Regions from separate parts of the Danio rerio genome. Here region 1 is linked to region 2. The links are chromatin contacts, called in public Micro-C maps. All regions are on one chromosome and are shown on one strand. Each heading gives the region's core, a stretch centred on a gene start, on an enhancer-like site or on the middle of the called end of the contact. The rest is flanking DNA. Distances are from core to core; before and after follow the strand shown.

Region 1 (3,909 bases), core at 349-2,848, 80 kb after region 2:
CACCTTCAAGAGAAGCACCCCATACTGTGATGCAGAGCGTAATGTGAAACACATTGTGCTTTGCTTGGTTTCAATCACAGTTTAACACTAGCAAAAACGAAGCTTAGACTGTGATAACTTAATGTGAAAACATGCTACAAAAATATTACGTTATCAATCTGTTGGAATCAAAAAAATTTTTTAAAATAAAATACTACAAACAAATGAAATGTAAAAAAGTAAGATTAGGACAAGACTAGGACATTCAAACAAGACATTAAAACATGCCAAACATCATTTTAGCATTGTGTTAATATCCAAGAATATACTACCTACAAGTGAAAACTTTAATAAAATTAAGGTTAGCAACTTGTTTTAAATGTGTTACTCCATATCTTAAACTATCAAAGCAAAACCACTAGGCTAGGAGGACATGCTAAACATGTTAAATTATACTAGAAGCCAAGAAATATACTACCAACCAGTGAAAATGTGTTCAAGTAAGATTAGCAACTTGGGTGTTACTCCATATCTAATACAATCAAAGCAAAACCACTAGGCTAGAAAATACTAGCATGATAAAATATGCTACAAACATGTTAAATCGTGCTAGCATTGCATTCGAATCCAAGAAATATGCTACAATTAAAACATTAAAATTAGGATTAGCAACTTGTTTTGAACGTGTTACTTTATGTCTAACACTATCAAAACAACAACACTAGGCTAGGACATGCTAACAACATGTTAAAACATGCTACAAACATGTTAAATTATACTAGCATTGTGTTAGAATCCAAGAACTATGCTATCATCAACAACTGAAAACATTGAAGAGTAAGATTAGCAACTTGTTTTTTAATGTGTTTCTCTATATCTAATGCAATCGAAGCAAAACCAGTAGGCCAGGACACGCTTACAACATGCTAAATCATGCTACAAACATACTAAAAATGCTAGCAGTATAGCCTACTAGCCAAATGAAAAAAAAAACATGTCAAGCGAAACAACTAGAACCTGCTAATAGCATGTTAAAATATGCTATATTTTTATCAATGTGTCTAGCTTTAAATTCCAAATCCAAAGCCGCCAAACTTCTGGTTAGATTTTCTCAAGTCATCATTATGCTATAGTCTTCTTGGCAACCTTTTTTATCCAGTTAACACATGCTGGTGTTTTGCATATCTTTACTGCAGTGTGAGAGTCAATGCAGGTCATCTGAGTAGATGTGATTTACAGCATGTGATAGTAAACCTGAGGTGGGAGTGTCAGTGTGTGTATATGTCCAGGCAGAAAAACAGCGCTCTGTGTGACTGACAGACGGAGCGCTTTAAACAGACCCCCTTAGGTTTATGTTTCATTTCTGTGTCAGGGTTAATATTGAGAGTAATACGGCTCAAATCAGTTCCATGCGTGTTTAGCTCCATGAGGAAAGCTACAGTCCTGCAGGCCTCCTCTGAGAGGGATTTCCCAATACCAACACAAGTAAGTCTAACAAAATACAACGTGATAGGGAACAGATAAACAAACAAAACACTGCATTGTTCTGCAAGCCACATGCTTCTAGCTGCATGGTAGCGCTGCTCTTCACTGTACCTGATCCAGCTCCAGTAGTGTGGCTGTTTGTGTGTGTCTAATCGCACAGATTGGAACTAATGAACCTTGCCTGTGGTCACTGGGTTCAGGTCTTTATTGCTGCTGTGGCCCAGCACATTTCACCATAGATTCAATCCTCCTAACGACCGTTTCACCACAGATGTTTCGACACAGCAGCACAGTTTTTACTGAGGTCGTAGTATCACAACTTAAATGGACTACAACTTTCCTGTGCCCTCCAACATAACTACAAGTTTGTATAAGTGTAGAGTGTAATATTTTTGTATTATGAGGTCACACTTGATTATTTTAAGCTACAATTCTAGCCATTAACTAGGATTTTATCTCAATAAAGTAATAATTTGCGACTGATTAATAGTTAGTAAGAAAGTAGTTGGGGTTAGGTAATGGGTTGGATTAAGATTATACTTTAAAAGTACTGTACTACTAACAAACAGCCAGTTTGTAGAGAGAATTAATACTTAAAAGTTTGTAGTAATTCGTTCATTCATTTTCTTTCAGCTTAGTCCCTTTATTTATCAGTGGTTGTCACAGCGGAATGAATCACCAACTTATCCAGCATATGTTTTACACTGCGGATGCCCTTTCAGCTGCAACTCAGTACTGGAAAACACCCATACACACTCATTCACACACATTCGTTTGTTTTCTTTTCAGCTTAGTCCCTTTATTAATTATAGGTCGCCACAGCGGAATGAATCGCCAACTTATCCAGGCATTTGTTTTATGCAGCGGATGCCTTTCCAACCACAACCGAGCGCTGGGAAACACCCATACACTCTTGCATTCACACCCACACATACACTACAGCCTATTTAGCTTGGACTGTTGGGGAAACTGGAGCACCCGGAGGAAACCCACATAAACACGAGGAGAACATGTAAACTCCACATAGAAATGCCAACTGAGCAAGCCAGGACTCAAACCAGCGACCTTGTTGCTATGAGGCGACAGTGCTAACCACTTTGCCACCCGACGTTGCCTACATTTTATTTTAATGGTAAGCTGTTTTTCAGCCAATGATAAACTTTTGACGAAAGCTTTATGTGACTATTTTCAATTTCATAAGGTTAGTTTTACAGCATCGATGTTTTAATGTGATTACAATACATTAAATTAAATAGACTTAAGCATTCATTTAGTTGTTCAAGTAAAAAAAGTAATAAAAGACTGGAAGGATCAGCTGGCTAATTCAGAATCTGTGTTGAAAATATTGGGGTAAAATAAACTCCTATTTTAAAGACTTGGCAGGGGAAAATTTAATTTAATGCAGTGCTTCTTGTTCGGTCTGAGACCCACTTTATATCATATATCTATCAGGCAGCAAAGATCACTGATTTTTAAAAAAATCAGACCTTAAACGTGGGAATTTTTGAGAAGGGTCTGGATGCAGACCTGGTGCAGTGCAATCTGAGCTGCATCCAATGCTTTTTAATGCGCTCACCTAACCCCACCCCTAACCCTACCCATCACAGTGACGTCACTCACTGTGCCTTGTGTCTGAGATTGCATTGCTGAGTGATGCAATCTCAGTAAGCATCATAAAGGCTGCATATATACCCTATTGAATTGAATAAACTACTGTTAATGAGTGTGTGTATGGGTGTATCCCAGTACTGGTTTGCGACTGGAAAGGCATCCACTGTGTAAAACATATGTCGGACTAGCTGGTGATTCATTCCGCTGATGGCGACCTCTAAAATTGAGACTAAACCGAAAGAAAATGAATGAATATATTTCGAAATATATTGGAAGCATGCAAACTAAGTCAATTTCAAAATTTGTGGTGCTTTATTGTAGTATTTGTTTGAAAACAAATTGAGAGTGCTGGCATATTGACCAATCATGTGAGTTTGGGGAGGGGCTACATGTTTTAACTCTAGAATTGTTTTAAATCAATCATAATTTTTGTGATTCCCTTTAGTATCACCAGTAGCAGAAACACAGTGCGCTTCACTTTGAAGGATGTATCGAGGCTGTGTCTTGATTTCTTAATTTCCGGCATTTATGAGTGTCTTCAATCTCATAATTGTGTCGCCGCCTCAAAAAACTTTATGTTTCCCTGCACCATCCTTCAGGGTTTTATCTACTGTGATATACTGTTCTAGTTTTACTAAACGGGCGCTCTTTCCCTCATTCTTTCTTTCCTACACTCCTTCTGGGAGGTGTTCTGTCAGAAATGTGTTTTTAATCAGGGCTGTGTTCTGCTGGGATATGTTAATGTGGAACACTGCTTCCCAAACCCTGTGGGTCCACTGCGGAGCCAGCGCATAGCCAACTTTGGGCCAATGCTGGCGCGCACACAGCCCACTG
Region 2 (4,302 bases), core at 1,343-3,842:
TATTTATGCTACAAAAGAAGTCTAATCAAAATCATTTTCAAACATCTCTAAATCTGGAAAGCTCAACTCTTTAGACCCCCTTCACACCTGTATTTAGCTTCATCAGCTTGTGCTATCAGATGTAAACTGCACTTTTTCACTGCACTTATCTGTAGATGCAAGTATATTTAAATATTTCCAAATTGAATTGCAGGAAATCCCTGAGGATTTCAACATTGCTCCGAAAATTGAAAGCATCCTTCAAGAGTCCAAGTTCAGTGATAAGAGGGCACGTTCCATGGATATAGATGATTTCATGGTGTAAGTATAACCCGCTTCACTTCATGTACATTTTGTGTTTTGGGGGTGTTTTGTAAAGCATTTTTTTCTGCATCCATATTTTACGCTAGGCTTCTTCATGCGTTCAACTCTGCTGGGATACACTTCTCTTAAAATTTAAGGAACGGGGAACGGCTACTAGCTTTACAGAAGTGATGTCACGGTCTTCTCGTATTCTGGTTGATGCTTTCGTACATGCGAAGAAATGATTGACATTTCTTTTCAATGGACAAGCAATGGAACACTTAATCACTCAGGCTGGGATGTTTTGTGCCTTTCCTGTATTGGGGAAAGAATTATGGACTTCTTTTGAGAGGTAATACTTTAGATGTACGAGTGTGTGGTAAGAGCTTTTACTCTATAAGATTGTCTTAACGGATAAGACAAGTTTTTCATTACCGTCAGTCTCAGCACTGAACATCATCGTGTGTTTACTTCTCATTACTGAACTGTCAAGGTGAGAAATGATTGCTGTTAACACTTTACGGTAAGGTGCAGTTTTAATTGCATTAGTTAATGTAAAGAATTGCCATGAACAAATGGATCATTTGATTGATCAAAAATAATAATATTAACTACTATTTACTCACCCTTAAGTCTTTCTAAAATGTTTGAGTTCCTGCCTCTGTTGAACATAAAATAGATATTTTGAAGAAAGCTGAAAACCTTATATAGTAATTGTTTTCTCTGCTATAGAAGTCAACAGTTACAGGTTTTCAGCTTTCTTCAAAATATCTTCATTGTGTTTAACAGAAGAAAGTAACTCATAACTAAAGGTTTGAAACTGGTGAAGTATGATTAAATGATGACAATTTTCTTTTGTGGGTGTACTATCTCTTTAAATACAAACAATGAGCCGAACATTTTGCAGCATTTTTGCCTGGGTGGATATAAATGGATTGATAGCAAAGCTTCAGTTCATTTATAGAACTTGGAGTGTCAAACATGTATTAGTGAATCTAGAAAAAATAACATACTTTGAATATTAAATGTGTAAGTATTTAAAACATACATTTTATTTGCATTTTCGTACAGTTATTGAAACTGTACTTTGTATACTGTAAATATGATTGCAAACTATTGACCTATTCTCTAATTTGTTTAAGGCATGTTTCTTTAAAAGGGTTTAGTTGTACAAGGTCAATAAATCTTAAAGTAAATGTTTTGTTAACTTATTATTTAGAGTGTAAAAAATACAATCAAGAACATGTTCTCCAAACTTCTGAATACAAGTCTTTTGGCTTTTAAAGAAAGAAGAAAACTGCTTTGTTCATTTGTGTACGACTTGTGTCTAGTGCTTCTAATTTGATTCACTTTGAATTGTTTTCATGCTCCGAAAGTAAAACAACCTTTTTTTGGAATCGTTTTTGACTCCTTTCACAAATAGCCTAGAGTTTAACAATTGAGTTTAACCATTTTTAAATCCATTCAGTTAATCTCCAGGTCTGGCGGGTGCACTTTTATCTTAGCTTAGCATAAATCACTAAATCTAGATAGATCATTAGCTTCTTGCTAAAAAAAAAAAAAAGATAATTTTCCTCTTTAAGCTTGACTCTTCTGTAGTTACAATGTGGATTAAGACAATAAAAAAACAGCTTTTTCCAGGTTGATATTTTTTAACTGTAGGGGCCTCTATAAATGAACGTACATTCCCCCAAAATTCCCCCTCAGATTTTCATCTTTTGATGTGATAGAAAGGTTGAAGATATAAATTTGATTATTGTTATTATTATTATTATTATTATTATTATTATTATTATTATTATCATTATTATTATTATTATTATTATTATTATTATTATTATTATTATTATTATTATTATTATTATTATTATCATTTTTATTATTATTTTAAATATATGGATATGGATATATGGATATATATAAATATGGATTAATAACCAATGATCACTACTGATCATTTTATGCTTTTTAAAGAAATCTTTAAATGTGTGTTTTTCTTGCGATGATACTTCAGAATGACTTCAATGTGGCCCTTTATCTTTCATATATTGGCAAACCCTGAATGCACCCTGCAGGAAAAAAAAGGTTAAACAGACTTGAGATCTGATCATTTGCAAGATTTATTCTATTTTTTACTTGTCTGCCCTTATTTTCTTTTAGTACACTCTGCAGAATTAAATGAAAATTTAGTTTTTCACATGACTGACGATTAAATGAATAGAAAATCTGTTGTGGTTACTGTTGGAAGAATTAAGTGGATTATTTCGGTAGTTGCAGACCAAACGCTCGTTGTCTTTGCGTTATTTGAGCACTAGATGGCTCTCAAGTACCGTGACAACTGTTTTGTGTTTAGCTAACAAGGCAACTATTCCTACTGTCAACCCTTTCTTTCACTTTTTCTTTTTCACATTCACCTATTTTACTTCAGTTTTTTAGTTTCTCTTCTTTTTTTAGTTTTAGTTTCTTTTCAGTTTCTCTTTAATTTTATTGTTCGTTTCACCACCTCTTTCTTTGCATAGTGTAAATATATATAGATATCTGTACAGATATAATTTTACAGTTTTGTTGTTGTTGTTGTTGTTAAACTTTTACTCTTTTTCCTCTCCTGCTAACAAAAACTTACTGCAAAAGCTGATTTTTTTTATATTGACACTCTGGCTGATAGATGGCAGGAACTTGTACAGTATGTATTGGGGTGAAGTGTCTTGCTCTATTCTGAACTGGAAAGGATTGATTTGAGTTGGAGCGCCACAGGCTCACAGCCTCGAGAGTGACAATGGCCTCTTCTGTCAGTCAATGCTGGAGTGTGTGTTGACTGCCTGATAGCGCTCGTGCACAGTATGAGGCTGATTTGATGGATTGATATCATTGGACTCTTCAGGCTTGTTTTCATTCAGATATTTTAAAATGACATACAGGGTTTCCATGGGTCATGGAATTTCTGGGATACAATGCTCAGCATAGATAAGTACACCCCTTACAAATCTATCTTTTAAATTTAATATTTTTAATAGTAAGCAATACCATATTACATTTGTGCACCTACATTAGATTAGTCAGTACTGAAGCTTATCTAACAAAATAATTTGCAATAACTAGTAAACCTAAATTTCTGTTACAGAAAATATGAACTACAAATTAAAAAAAAAGGAAAAATCAAGAGAAGCAAGTTGTATTTTGTTTTTTATTTAATTGTTTACATTTAATTTTTCTTTTGAATTTAATTGGTTCATCTTTTCAATTTCTAAATATGTTTAGTGACTTAAAATATTATTTTAATAAATATATCTGTTTAATCTGTTTTGTTTAAATGCACCAAAATGCATTGCCTATATTCACTGAGAAATGGATAAAAAAATCATTTTCTAAATTGGGTGTACTTAAGTATGCTGAGCACTGTACCATAGAATTTTAAAAGGTCTATAACAGACATTGTAAATCAATATTTTAGATTATTTTTATAGTCATGGAAGATCAGGGATTTTTGTTTGTCGTTTTAAATTGTAGTTTCCATTTTATCAAAATGTCACTTTTCTATACTGCATTTTTAAATGTTTTTAATTTTTAAATTTATTTATTTTTTTACAAATTATTATGGTTCCAGGCTATTTATCAGCTCGATCGTTATTTCTTTTATCTGAAGTGATGGCCAGTTTAATTTTTTAAATTTGCTTTTTTAGCATATGAAAATAAACATTAACTTAAACAGAACAAAAAAACGGGTTCAAAGGCCATTTGACAATACACACGCAGTCGGACACAACATAATACCATATCATCCAGAAAGCATAAGAGGGGGAAAAAAATGAATTAAATATATAAGAAAAAAAAAAATTACAGAGAAATGTGTAGACTTCAAAACTTGACATCTGCTAAATCAATCCCACCTATAATGAGTTACAAATCAGCATTAATGATATACAATATATTTGGGTTCCATATTTAGAAAAAAATATGTGTAGTTTGCGACTCCCAGATCTTAAAAAACACGCAGCCATTGAAACACTAGTGTTCACGAAG

The links. Hi-C and Micro-C count contacts between places; a contact is called where the count stands out from the background.
Region 1: a contact with region 2 is called in a Micro-C map of caudal fin, with 4 times the contacts expected there. The contact joins two enhancer-like sites. A contact is called at or near these places in 2 of 18 Hi-C or Micro-C datasets (caudal fin and an unstated tissue) and 1 of 4 datasets of contacts at active chromatin or transcription factors (caudal fin).

The regions. Positions count from the first base shown.
Region 1 is chr8:19,131,008-19,134,916 of GRCz12tu, forward strand. No RefSeq gene overlaps it. Among named protein-coding and RNA genes, the nearest start is that of dimt1l, 90 kb to the left of the region's middle. Within about 2 kb of position 1,599, at least 4 of the 62 cell types and tissues checked have an H3K27ac peak or open chromatin away from gene starts, as enhancers often do.
Region 2 is chr8:19,049,614-19,053,915 of GRCz12tu, forward strand. dimt1l (DIM1 dimethyladenosine transferase 1-like (S. cerevisiae)) reads left to right here. Exons shown (of 12, transcript NM_001003556.3): 11 at 194-300; 12 at 390-1,679. The coding sequence ends at 432. Among named protein-coding and RNA genes, the nearest start is that of dimt1l, 8.9 kb to the left of the region's middle. Within about 2 kb of position 2,593, at least 7 of the 62 cell types and tissues checked have an H3K27ac peak or open chromatin away from gene starts, as enhancers often do.